Linked DNA regions of Rattus norvegicus: region 1 is linked to region 2. The links are chromatin contacts, called in public Hi-C maps. All regions are on one chromosome and are shown on one strand. The core of a region is the stretch at or near the end of the contact, and the rest is flanking DNA. Distances in the headings are between cores, read along the strand shown.

Region 1 (6,030 bases), core at 2,158-4,657, 95 kb before region 2:
TTAAGGTCATATGCACAGGATCATGTCTACCTCTGGAACGTGATCGTCTCCCAGGCCCACGTTTTGGTCCCTGGGACAGCCTTGACTCAGGAGGTACCCCTTCTTTGTCCATGCCTTCTAAAACAATGGGTCAGATCACTCAGCTCAGAACTGACATCCAGCCTGCTCCCTATGTAAATAGTTGGCATACTCAGTAGGCCTGCATATAAAGAGGCTTTCAGGGCTGGTCTGAATGCAAACAACCTCTGGGAAGCAATGGCCTAGAACTATCCCACTGTAGAAGGCTGCGAAGGAAATCTGTATTGTTCTTTGAAAGGACACCAGTAGGAAACGTAAACATAGGCTGAATAAAGGTCTCAGGGACACTCATTTTCCTAGGAAACATGTGCTGGAGCCTGAGGGACTCTGGCCTAGCTGTCTGTCATCCACCCCTTTAAGACTGCTCAGTCTTCCAGGACTAGGATTCACTCTTGTGCCCCATAGGAGGTGGCCAGCTACTATCCTAGATCACCCACTAGAGGGCGATAATCACATAGGCTTTGGGATGGATGGCTGTCCCAGAAGCACAGTGGGACCTAGGCACATTGCAAAGTCCCAGTAAAGAGATTCATCAGGCTTGCCTGTCTCTTAAGAAGGATCCCCCCCACGTGCAGAAGTAGGGGAGGGACACCTATATCTTTCTCCCACACTTATGGCTTGAGTTGTACCTTCTTTATAGACTTAGCTAGGAAAATTTTTATATGCATATATAAATTATACAAGTTTATAACAAATTCTATGTAGTATGCATGTACATATGCATATTTTTAAGCAGAAAGATTGCTTCTTCCTCATTTATATGGTACAGTGGTAGTGCTTGTGAGTTTTACAGTCAGGAAAAAACTTTCTGAGACCTTTCTTTTTCTTGGTGTGATCGTAGTCTTTGAGACAATACACTGTTTCAAGCAATAAGTTGTTCCAGAGGGGACTTGGTTTCTTCACAGTTTTAAAATGTGGAGTATGTATCATAAACCTTACAGCAAATATTTATAGTAAAATCGAGAAATATGGAACCTTTACCTGAAGGTTTTATCTTTCTAGGAGACATACAGACGGAAACGTATGAGAGGTGCCGGAGAGTCTAAATTTTGGTTGCTCTGGAATCTTGGACTACTGACATGAGAAATATTAACTGTTTAATAAACATTTTGTTGGCTGCCTCAATCCCAGGCACACACCAGTAGTGTGCAGATGTGTGTGCATGTGCATGTGCATGTGCGTACGTGTGTGTGCGTGTGTGTTCCAGACTGGGCCACCCCTCAGCTACATTTGTGTCATTAAGTAGCCCTTCATTAAGGTAGTTCTTTGGGTCCTTTCCTTAACATTTCACTTATTGGGAATGAAATCCTTTCAAATTCATACTTCGGGGGACACATACTTACACTTGTGTGCATTTAGAGAATACATTGAATACTATGCCATGGTTACATAGAGATACAAGCTCCCGATAACGGCCTCTAAAACTCTTCCTGGTTCCCGTGTCATACTTACTCGTGACTGCAGAATATACACTCCATAGCTGCTGCACGGCCACGATTATACAGGAGATTAGTGTATTGTTTGAGTGAGGTTTGTATACAGCATCCTGTATTTCATTTAGTTTTATCAGAGAAGCCGGTAGGTGCTTTTTTCTTCTTCGTAAGCCTGGCTGATTAGGTATCCTGTCTGCTGACACTCTTCTCTGTGGCTGTGCTTCCTATCTGTGTGTTCATGAAGGAGCAAGGCTTTGAGAGCCGAGGGGACTTGAGCTTTGTAAGAACAAACATACCCAGTACCTTGCATGAAACAGATAAGTCAAATCTTGCTTAGCAATTACTGTTACTAGCTGCATTATTATTAATAATGAAAATAGATATGTTGGAAGCCTAGTGGTGCAGTAAGAGGATGATGACCCCCGTGAGTGTAACTCACACTTGAACTTGGCAGAGCTGGTCTGCTCCTCTGCAAGTTCTCTTAGATGTGCTATATGCTGGCTCCCTCCCCCCGGCCCCCAGACACAAAGGTGGGATGTATTTATCAACAGAACATCGAGGAGATAGCAAAGTCAATACATTCTCTGCTGCTGCTGCGAGAAACCCCAGCTTTAACAATGACATCAGGTAAAATGTGAGCACAGGATACTTACTCTGCAACGACTTTTCTTACTTTCCAGTTTAACTCCCTCCCAGACCTTTATTTTACATCTGTGTCCCACCAGTGTTCTTTAAGGAACTTTGTGTGAATCCGCCAGAGAACGGCAGTTCACGATGATGTCCAAAGAACTCATAAAAAAGAGCCAAGGGAGAAAACAGGAGAGGGAACTCAGAATGCCAGCTAGGGAATTTTCACCCAATCGGGACAGACCCTGGACATTCCTGCGGCTCACAGCTGACAGATTGAACATTTGTCACAAGGGCTTGGTACCGTCTAGCACGTAAAGATATGCGGAGTTTTCCTAGCGGGCTCCGGACTCTATTTTATTCTCACTTCCTTTCTTCTGGCTTGACCCGCGATAAGTTATAAATGACTTATCAAACGTCCACATTTAAAGAGTAGACGGCTCCATAAATACCTACTTGGCCTCATTAAAAAGCCCCAGTGATTAAAGAGAATGATTAGTGTGGTGCCAGAGGGGAAAGGAGAAAATCCAACATCTGCCTCCAAACAGGGCCAGATCTCTTCTTAGGGAAGACCACTGGTGTCAGGGAAGAGGGCTTTGGCCTGTGCTGAAACAGAGCATCAGGCTGCCAAGCCTGCACCCTGGGCCTGTCATGCAGAAAGAGTTATGAAAAGTGCACGCGTTCTCAGAGACGATTACCCTCTTGGCCTCCATGCCTCCCTCTCCACTCCCTTGTTGCCCCCATTGAAAGTTAGAGCATAATTAAAATGGGGAGCCTACAACCGGTATGAAATGACCCTCAAATGACTGCTTAATTACAGCGAAAAGAAAGCGGGGGTGGGGTGGGGTGGGGGGCTACAAATAACCAGGAACTGTCCCGGCTGTCACTGAAGAGGAGTCTGCCCATGAGTCATGAGTCATGAATTAGCCTCCTGCTTCTGCCCTGCCCGAGCTGTCCCTTCCTGTTCCCCCAGGCCAGGCCTGCGTGGGGACCAGGTCAGAAGCAGGCGTGGGTTTCTGTTCCCAGGGCTGGGGAGCTCGCGGGCCAGCTCCCCCTGCACCCCCTGACTGTCGGTGGGTCGCGGGAAGTCTCCCAGGCTGCACAGGAGACAGGCTGACTGAAACGGCGCAGCCAGCGCGGCTGCAGATAAGTTAATGTACACAGAGAGGATGTAAATTACCACGACCCTCAGCAGCAGGACATTGGCCAGGGCCCTGTCAGTGAGAGGACAAGCGTCGGCAGGCTGCGCTCCCTGACATCCAGCCCGGGATGGAGCCGCCAGGCGGCCTGGCCGGGGAGGACCTCTTGGAGCCAGGCTTGCCTTGAAAACAGCTGCGTGTCCCTGACACCTCCAAACTAATGCATTTTTAATCAGGGGAATTAGCTCTAGGCGACCCGTGTTTTTCTGAGCCCCTCCTCCCCGCCCCCTAGTTTATGGACCAGGATACCTCTCTGCTTCTTAATCACGGAGGACAAAGTCCCCAGCCATTCCTGCACTCTAGACTGAGCCACCTTTTACCATCTCCCTCCCCACCCCCATCCTCCAGTCCGGCCTCCTCCACCCTCGTCTGCATCGCTTTTGCCCCCACCCTTCCCTCTGTTTATACAGTGACATCACAGCCCCTGGCTCTCCAAGGCGCAGAGAAAACAGAGTTCAAAAAGGCAAACAGGAAAACCCGCTGGTCCTGGGCACCGGAGAGGGTCAGTCCACCCCAGGAATGGCGCAAACCAGCACGTGCTGACTGTGCCTGGCGAGTTCTCCAGAAAAGGCTGCTCAGGCTGACGCTGGGGAAACCTGTGACAACCACTCACGGAACTGAATTCTTTTTCTTGTAGTTTTGTAAGAAAAGTGAAGAGAGGAAACACGGGTAAAATTAATTTTAATAATTTTGCTTAACCTGATATATCCAAAATATCATTTCAACATGCAATTGATGTGAGCAATTATTAATGAAATATTTCACATTCTTTTCTCTCTGTCTTCAAACCCAGTATTTTATCACTTGCAGAACCATTTTTTTTCCCATTGGAAATAATGAATCTGTATTTAGTTAATTCTAAACATTCTAAAATGTTTTCCAAGGGCACAATCCTGTGTTATTAAATTTGAATTAATACGATGTAAAATTGAGTTAATATTAAAATAAGTCCCTTGATTGCACATTTCATGTTCTTAATATCTACCGGCTATAGGAGGCTTCCACATGGATACCGCAGAGGGTCATAGAATCTGTCCAAGTTGCAGCTTTCTTTTTTTTTAATTGTGAACTGAGTGTTACTGTTATTTACCTTATGTAGGATTGAATAACGTATGGTACTATGACTGCTGCAGTTTGGATCTTGAATATCCTTCAAAGGGCCATGTGTTGAAACCTTAGTCCCCAATTGATGGCATTATTAGGGAACATTGGGAAGTTAGGTTACTTGGGGGGTTGTGCCCTTGCAAAGGATGTTGGTACACTCCTCTTCACTTCCCACAATGGTGCTGGGCCTCATCAAAAGCCCAAGAACAGAGCCTAATGGAGCGAGTTAACTTCACAAACCACGAGCTGTGCACAGTAAGCCCTTCTCTCTCAGAACCGCATATTTCTGCTATTTTCTATAGTAGCCAAAAGTTAGCTAACATGCATATGATATTCACCACAGGGCATGTTTGCCCACTAATGAAAGCTACTCTAATTAATTCAATTAAGGACTATTTCCATACTTCATTGATGTGCTCTGTCCACTCTTGACCCACTGTGACAATCTGTCTTCCTCCAGAGCTTGGGCACACTGGGATCCCTTTTTCTCTTACTCAGGTCCAATGCATCTACGGCTGCCTTCATCTTCCAGGACATATGCTGGCTACCCTCAGTTTTATGAATAGAACACAGTTTTGTTTTGTTTTGTTTTGTTTTTTCAGAACTACATATCTAAGTAGCCAGTAAAGATCTTGGCTGAAAGTTTCCAGAGATATTTTTAATGCATCCACCTAAAGCTGATCTGTTTATCAGAAGTGTGCCTTTCTTTCTGGGTTCTCACATTGCTGATGCTATATTCCTCTCAGTTGTGGTGACCAGAACTTGGCAGTGACCCTGGCTCATCTTGATCCATCCCTGTTCCCATCACAGCAACTCGCCCTGTGTATTCTGCTGTCTAAATGTGGCCAGAGCTGTACAACCTCAGCCTTCCTGGTTCTCACTCTCCCTCGGGCCACCCCTCCCATGTTGCAAGTGCTCAGTTTTCTTCCACTTTCTTCTTTCTTCCAACCCACTCTCCAATATTCTGCAAGTGTCAGTTTTCAAAAGCATGGATCTGATTCTGAAAAGAAAACTTTTTGGAACATATAAATAACTTTGAACTCTCCAATGGAGTCTTTGAGGTCCTCTGTGCATTCCCTGCTTGCTTGGTTGGCTTTCTTACCCTTCCTTCCTTTCTTCTCTCTCTCTCTCTCTCTCCCCCTCCCTTCCTCCCCTCCCCTTCCCTTTCCTTCCCTCCTTCCCTCTCTGTCTGTCTCTCTGTCTCTCTGTCTCTCTCTCTCTGTCTCTCTCTCTCTCTCTCTCTCTCTCTCTCTCTCGTCTCTCTAACCTTTACAGTAGCCTCCACAACTCACCCATCCTGTTTGGCTCTCAACATTCTTCTCTGGCCTCTTCTGTTTCCTTCATGCTTCTTGCTCTCTGATGGAGGCACTCCCATGGCTGACCACACCATATCCACGAGTATCCTACAAGCCATGTCTACTCTGAGCAGGTGCCTGTGATGCACAGTTACACACCCCTTCCCATGTTGCCATGCAGGGCCCTACTCTTTTGTTGGACTGCACTGCTTTCTGAGGATCCCTGGTCTCTGAGCTCCAAATTAGGAAAAGCCAGCTCCCCCTGGCAGGTCTGTGTCTGCAGAGCATCTAAGG
Region 2 (5,887 bases), core at 811-3,310:
GGAGACAGTCTGGGTACATTGATGAGATTGCATAGCAAACAGCTAGAGGAGGGAGTATGGCTATGAAGGCTCAGCTGAGCTCTTTGCTTCTCTCCCTCCCTCTCTCTCTACCCACTTCCTTTCCTCCCTCCCTTCTCCCCTAAGATACATCCCCTAAGATTCCACTCAGCAGGCAGATTCATACACATCACTAACTTCTCTCAAAAGGGTTTCTCAATATAAGGAAGGAAAGAAGAAAGGACTGAGGGGGGAAGAAGGAAGGAAACCTGTGGCAGACTGTGCCAGGTTCCTTCCTATGCATTCGTGGTTCCCTCCATCAAGCTCACACTTTGGTGGCTGCACCACAAGCACATGTAACCCATCTTGGAACCTGTCCTGGCTAAGGGAACCTACAGGGCAAGGGTGGCAGTATTGAGGTGGAAGGGGCTGCAGTAACTTACCAATGCCAAAGAGGAGCTGACAGAGTTGTGCCCAGCACCTTGCTCTTAGGGAAGGAGAGCTCTGGGTGTGCCCTTCATATTGCTGGCTGCCATCAGTGAAAGCCTTCTCATAATACACTGTACTGTGGCTTCCTGACGCTTCCTGCTGGCACGCCCATCATTGCAACCCATGTCTACTATTTCCATTCTTCTCAGCCTCAGGGTCAGCTTTGAAAAAGGTAGATGAGGACAAAACAAGTGCCCAATTACCTCCTTAACTCATCCCTGGGGTTACACCTGTGATAAGAGGATCATTCTCACATTGCCATAGCAAGCTGATACTCATTGTCGGAAAGCAACAGGTAGTTTTAGGTTGACTAGGGCGTTCCTTGACTCACATGTAGGAAGGCTTCCTGGAGGTTAGTTGATACTGGTGTGTGGGTGGAGAACGCTGGTTCCCGCTGCTCCACTGGGCACAGAAGGTAAATCTTTAAGAAGATCCTTATGACCCATCCTCACAGCATTTAATTCAGATATGACTGATAGGGCCATTCAACACTTTTTGTGTCCCCGCTGGCAGTCCAGTGTTCATGTTTGTAAACGGTAGGAGACATCTTCATGACCTGATTAGCCTTTAATAAAACTGTTATTAGAATTATTTTGAACTTTCATAGCTAGAGAGGCAGTAAAGCATCACAAGGAATGACGTTAAAGCAGAGGTCCCACTCTGAGAGACTTATGGATTGACTGCTCCCTTCTCATCTCCACCCCCTCAATCACTGCTGATGGGCAGAGGGAAACCATTTTCTGCCATCTGGTTTTTGCAAAAGTCAGTCAGTAAGCTCTTGGGGACGAGAGTCTTATCTCATGCCCTTAAGCATGAGCACATGACTATGTCCGCTCAAGGAGCCCTATTAGCACTGAATACAATCATAAAAATAGCCTAAACATGGAGGTTTGATAACGTCAGCTCTAACCTGAGTCACCATGTCTGAAGGGCACTCACTCACTGGGCTCTCCAGCTGGTGCCTGGTGTCTTGTAAACTGGGAACCAGGCTGGTAAGTCTACAGGACTATTGTGAAAACCACACAGTAGTTCCCAGAGTCCTGAAGAAAATAGCAGTGATATCCTGACACTTTCTGTTTTCCCCCTTGGTGTTTGATCTTGGCACTGAGCTCTTTTAAATGAGAACTATGCCAAACATCTTGTGTGAACCCTTCTACTCGGCCAGTATTCGAGCAGCCTCCACCGCATGCCAGAAGGGTGAGTAGAGACAGGGAACTGTGCTAAGGAAAGCTCTCTGGGCCCAGAACGCTGGCTCTGTGGTCTGGAGCCAACTCAGAGTATGATGAGGAAATAGGGTAGGGGCTGAACCAGTCATAGTTCCCAGCATGGTGTCATGGCCTCAGCATCTGACTGGCTCTGGGTGTTCAGATCAGGTACCTTTGATTTTCAGCAATGCCAGGGGCATAAGCTGCCTGTGACTATCTCATTGTTTGGGGATCTGGAAGGAATTCTCATAGCTATAAAATCACTAGAGCCTAAGAGAAGAAAGTTCATGGGGCTAAGAGAGGGTTTTCAGGGGAAGGCATGTATGCTCTGGGCATGAGTGTTGACAGGGAGTCACACAGTTGTTGCATGTGCAAAGTCTGTGATCACAGGCAAGCAGAGCAGCAGAATTTCCTGGGAGAAGACATCATTCCTGGGGAGTAAACTCTTTCCTCATTCTGTGGGGAGCAGGAGAGAGTGCCTCCTTGGGATAGGGAGCAGGACCCCAGGGTGCTGTTTAGAACTGGCACTGTGTGCTGGGCCAACAGTGAGGGGTTGTTCCTGGCCAGAAAAGCTTCCCCAGGTCCAGCCCTTCCCAGTTCCCAGCCAGCCTTGGAGGCTGCAGCCCTCAGCGCCAACATGTCCCTCTCTAACTGCAGGGAAATCCTTCTTCCTAATTCCCAGAGCAAGCTAGTCCTCAGAAAGAGCGGAATCCTGGGAGGAGATCACACCACTGGAGGGGAGAGCCAGCTCTCGTGGACTATTTGTCAGGACTGCCTTTGGAGCCAATGATCTGTCATTCCTTGAGTAAACCAGCACCTTATCATATCACAAACATTTATTTAACCCTTTTCTCCTGCACTTTACCAGCAGGGAGAGAGAAAGCTGCTGGCAGGGCAGTCAGCGCCCTGTGGCAGAAATGCCAAATTCTCTGAACATTACTCCCAATCCATAAAGTGTCATCCTGGCTTCCCCGTGCCTCCTTAAAACACCAGGGTGGCTCACCCAGCCTTATCCCAGCCTCATCTTCCTCCCTTGGGCCCCCACCTCTCCATCATACCCACCCCCTTCAACAGACATGTCCTTAATTCCACCCAAATGGAGTCTGTACTAATTTGCTAGGTTCTTCGGGGGCTGGTGAGGGAAGTGGAAAGGGTGGGGACAGGCCAGCCAGTGTTTACTTTTCTCCTTTTAATGACAATCCACTTGACAGAGCTGGTAAGCCTCAACATTTTTTGAATGTGTGTGTTAGGTGTTTCAAAGGCTCTTACATCACCCCAAACAAAGTATGTAAGTTCTTCCAAGCTCCCACATTCTCCATTTTTCTTTCTGTGGATAGACTTTGTTTTTCTTTCTCCATGTTGCTCCCACACAATGGGGCCAAATCTTGTTCGGGACAAGGAAACATATAAATAGAACATGCATGTGGTATTCAAGGGAATTCATGTAGATCAGCGAGAGACTGTTTAGACAGGCGTCTGACAGCTGCTGGGGAAACGTAAGGTCTTGGTTTAATGTCTTCAGGTTCCCCCAAGGTTATGTCAGAAATGTCAAAACTATTCCCATTCTTGGGAATGTACTAGGAAACCCTGGAAGAGAAACAAGTTCAGAATGAGAATTTAGATGATCCACGAGAGGGATGCATTGGGTATAGGATGCCTACGAGTCTCATTCAGAGGCTAAATGTGTTGTATGTGGCTACTTGAATAAGTTTCCCTTTTCAGACTCACGCAGCATCCTCCTTTACAATGATTCCATAGCCACCGCATCTCCACTGAAACTTCCCTCTACTACGTTCTCCTGTATGATTATTTGAAATTGTTCCCCTGTCAATCATGCTCTCCTCTCATTGTGAAGCACACCCTTATTCATTACAGAGTTTGAATATGGTCTTATTCTACAACTATTGTTTACTTGTTTTTTTAAGACAAAAAAACAAGCCAAATAAATCAGAGCACGTTTGGTGTTTGACATTTATGTGGGAGGAGTACCGTTGGTGACGCATGTGAGGAGGCCCGTGCTGGTTTTGATGTGCGTGCTTTACAACTCAGATTCAAAAGAACAGACTTCCAGCCATCCCTGTGCTTTAAATACGAAATAACCTGGTGCCTTGCTTTTCCCGTCTGATGAGGGTTTGTGATCTCAAACTGAAATCTTAACAGCTTTTTGTGCACTTTCCAAAACCCATCCTGGCCATCACATGTGTGTATGTCAATCCCCGTGAGCTTCTCTCTTCAGGAGCTTGACCAAAGAAGCAATGGTTTGCATATAGTTCATTCTATGCCTGAATTCACAGGCTGGGCCAGAGGGACTTAACATGAGCTTGTCATCAGTTATCTCCTCTGGTTTCCCAGCCAGCAAATTATCCCAACCCAAGCGAAGTCATGAGCTGCCATAGATGGGTGATCTCGGGTCTTGGTTCTGGAAAGTTGTTTAATGAGTCAAAGTCAAAGTTGGCCATCCCGTTCGCTAGAAACAGAAATGTCCATCTGTTCCAGGACTTGGACAGTGATGCAGGTAGGGCCCTGCTTTCTTATTTGTTTCCTCTTGTGCAGGGCTATGAGGCCCCAGATATAGCTGTCCTCCCTGTCCCCTGTTGTCCCCTCACCTTGCTGTTCTTACTGACTCTGACCTCTCAGAAGCCTTTTGTTTCAGAGACTTTTATTTTTAGCAAGGAGTTGTGAGGCAAATGCACACTGACTTGGAAAATGCCCATTTTTGTATCCATTCCAATCCTTCACAATCCCTCTCTTCCTCCCCCTCCCCTTCCCCCACAGTGAACTTTAAATCCTTTCATCCTTGGGGACTGGAGACAAAGTATCTGGCTTTGCTTTCCCAGCCAACCCACTTGCCAGTCTGGCTTTTCTCTTCTCTGTTTGGATGGTCTTCTTCATGGCTCCTTGCCAATGGACAGATGTCAACGATTGCCTGATTATTAAGAAAAAAAGCAAAGCACACAAAAGCACGCCCATCACCTCTATTTAAAAACTGTTAGCACTGTGTGCACAAGGCAAAGTGAGATCCGAGTGTGCCACAGCCCTTGAACCACACTTTCCTCTAAGTTGTACTAGAAACAAATTCTGTGCCTCAAGGCTGTGCTCGGCAGCTCTCAGTGCTGTTTTGTCCTTACCAGCTCCACCCATGTTCAACCCCTAACCCATACCATTCTCTCCAACCTACTGGCAGTAACCTCATGTTTGGTCTCATTGGCCCAAAGCTGAACAGCCTCAGCCTTTCTGAGTAACAGTAATGATTCAGTATATAGAGAGAACTAAGCAAGGAGTCATGCTGAAGTCCTGTCCCTGCTTCCTGGTCGCCAGACCCACTACTCAGTTGCCTTCTTGCAAGCTGGGAGGACTGGGGGGCAGACATTCCTCTCATTTTTCTTTAGGCAAATGTTTATGTTTGCTGGACATTGAGGATGGAGTTGAAACAGAACGAGCAAGGCCCTTGCCCCCGTGGAGTAGATGGAGCTGTGGAAAGAAGATGAGAAGAGTGGCTAAACCACACAGGCATCCTTGCACGTGTGTCGCTGACAGCAGCCTAATGTCGTCCTTCTCATTTACTGGGGATCCAAGTCTTTAAGTCTTTGTACTCCTGGGAGCCAGCCTTAAGAATAAGTGACAAGGATCCTTGGTGACTCTGCTTAGGCACCTGCTGTGCTTCCTGCTCATAAGTGTCTGCAGCCTTCACTCGCTTGCTGCTTTAGTTGGGGAATTCACAGAGATGGCGGCCAAAATGTGACACAAGCCTGGCCTCCAGCTCCACCCTTCAGTGGAACTGTTATTTTTAGGTTTCTCCCTTCTTTTCACAACCATCTCTGTTCCTCCCTCCATGACTCATATTTGTGGAAAGCACCACATCCATGTGACCTCTTGAACAAGGGACTGGCTTGTTTTGACAAATAGAGTTCGCATTCCATGGCTACCTGCAGTATCCAGAGGACTCTGGTGTGGAAATGAGCCATCCCTGGGGAGGCTGAGGCAATGCAGCCCCAGCTCTGGAGCTTCTACAACGAATTAAGCGAATTAAGCGTTTACCACAACCACCATCACCCACCTCCAGCCCCCAATTTCTTCCCTCTGTGCTCAAATCCCATGACTTGACTGAAGTCTTAGGCAACCAAACGTTTGGGGCACCAGGCGGTGAGGTCACGTTCTGAACAATCACACCTTACTTGGCTGTTAGGCATTTGTAT

Evidence for each region. Hi-C and Micro-C count contacts between places; a contact is called where the count stands out from the background.
Region 1: a contact with region 2 is called in a Hi-C map of the A7r5 cell line, with 2.1 times the contacts expected there. The contact joins two enhancer-like sites. A contact is called at or near these places in 2 of 12 Hi-C or Micro-C datasets (the A7r5 cell line and liver).

Annotation. Positions count from the first base shown.
Region 1 is chr18:2,858,443-2,864,472 of GRCr8, reverse strand. No RefSeq gene overlaps it. Among named protein-coding and RNA genes, the nearest start is that of Rbbp8, 340 kb to the left of the region's middle. Within about 2 kb of position 3,407, at least 25 of the 93 cell types and tissues checked have an H3K27ac peak or open chromatin away from gene starts, as enhancers often do. A contact at or near this core is called in the A7r5 cell line and liver, where this site is marked.
Region 2 is chr18:2,762,659-2,768,545 of GRCr8, reverse strand. No RefSeq gene overlaps it. Among named protein-coding and RNA genes, the nearest start is that of Gata6, 300 kb to the right of the region's middle. Within about 2 kb of position 2,060, at least 22 of the 93 cell types and tissues checked have an H3K27ac peak or open chromatin away from gene starts, as enhancers often do. A contact at or near this core is called in the A7r5 cell line and liver, where this site is marked.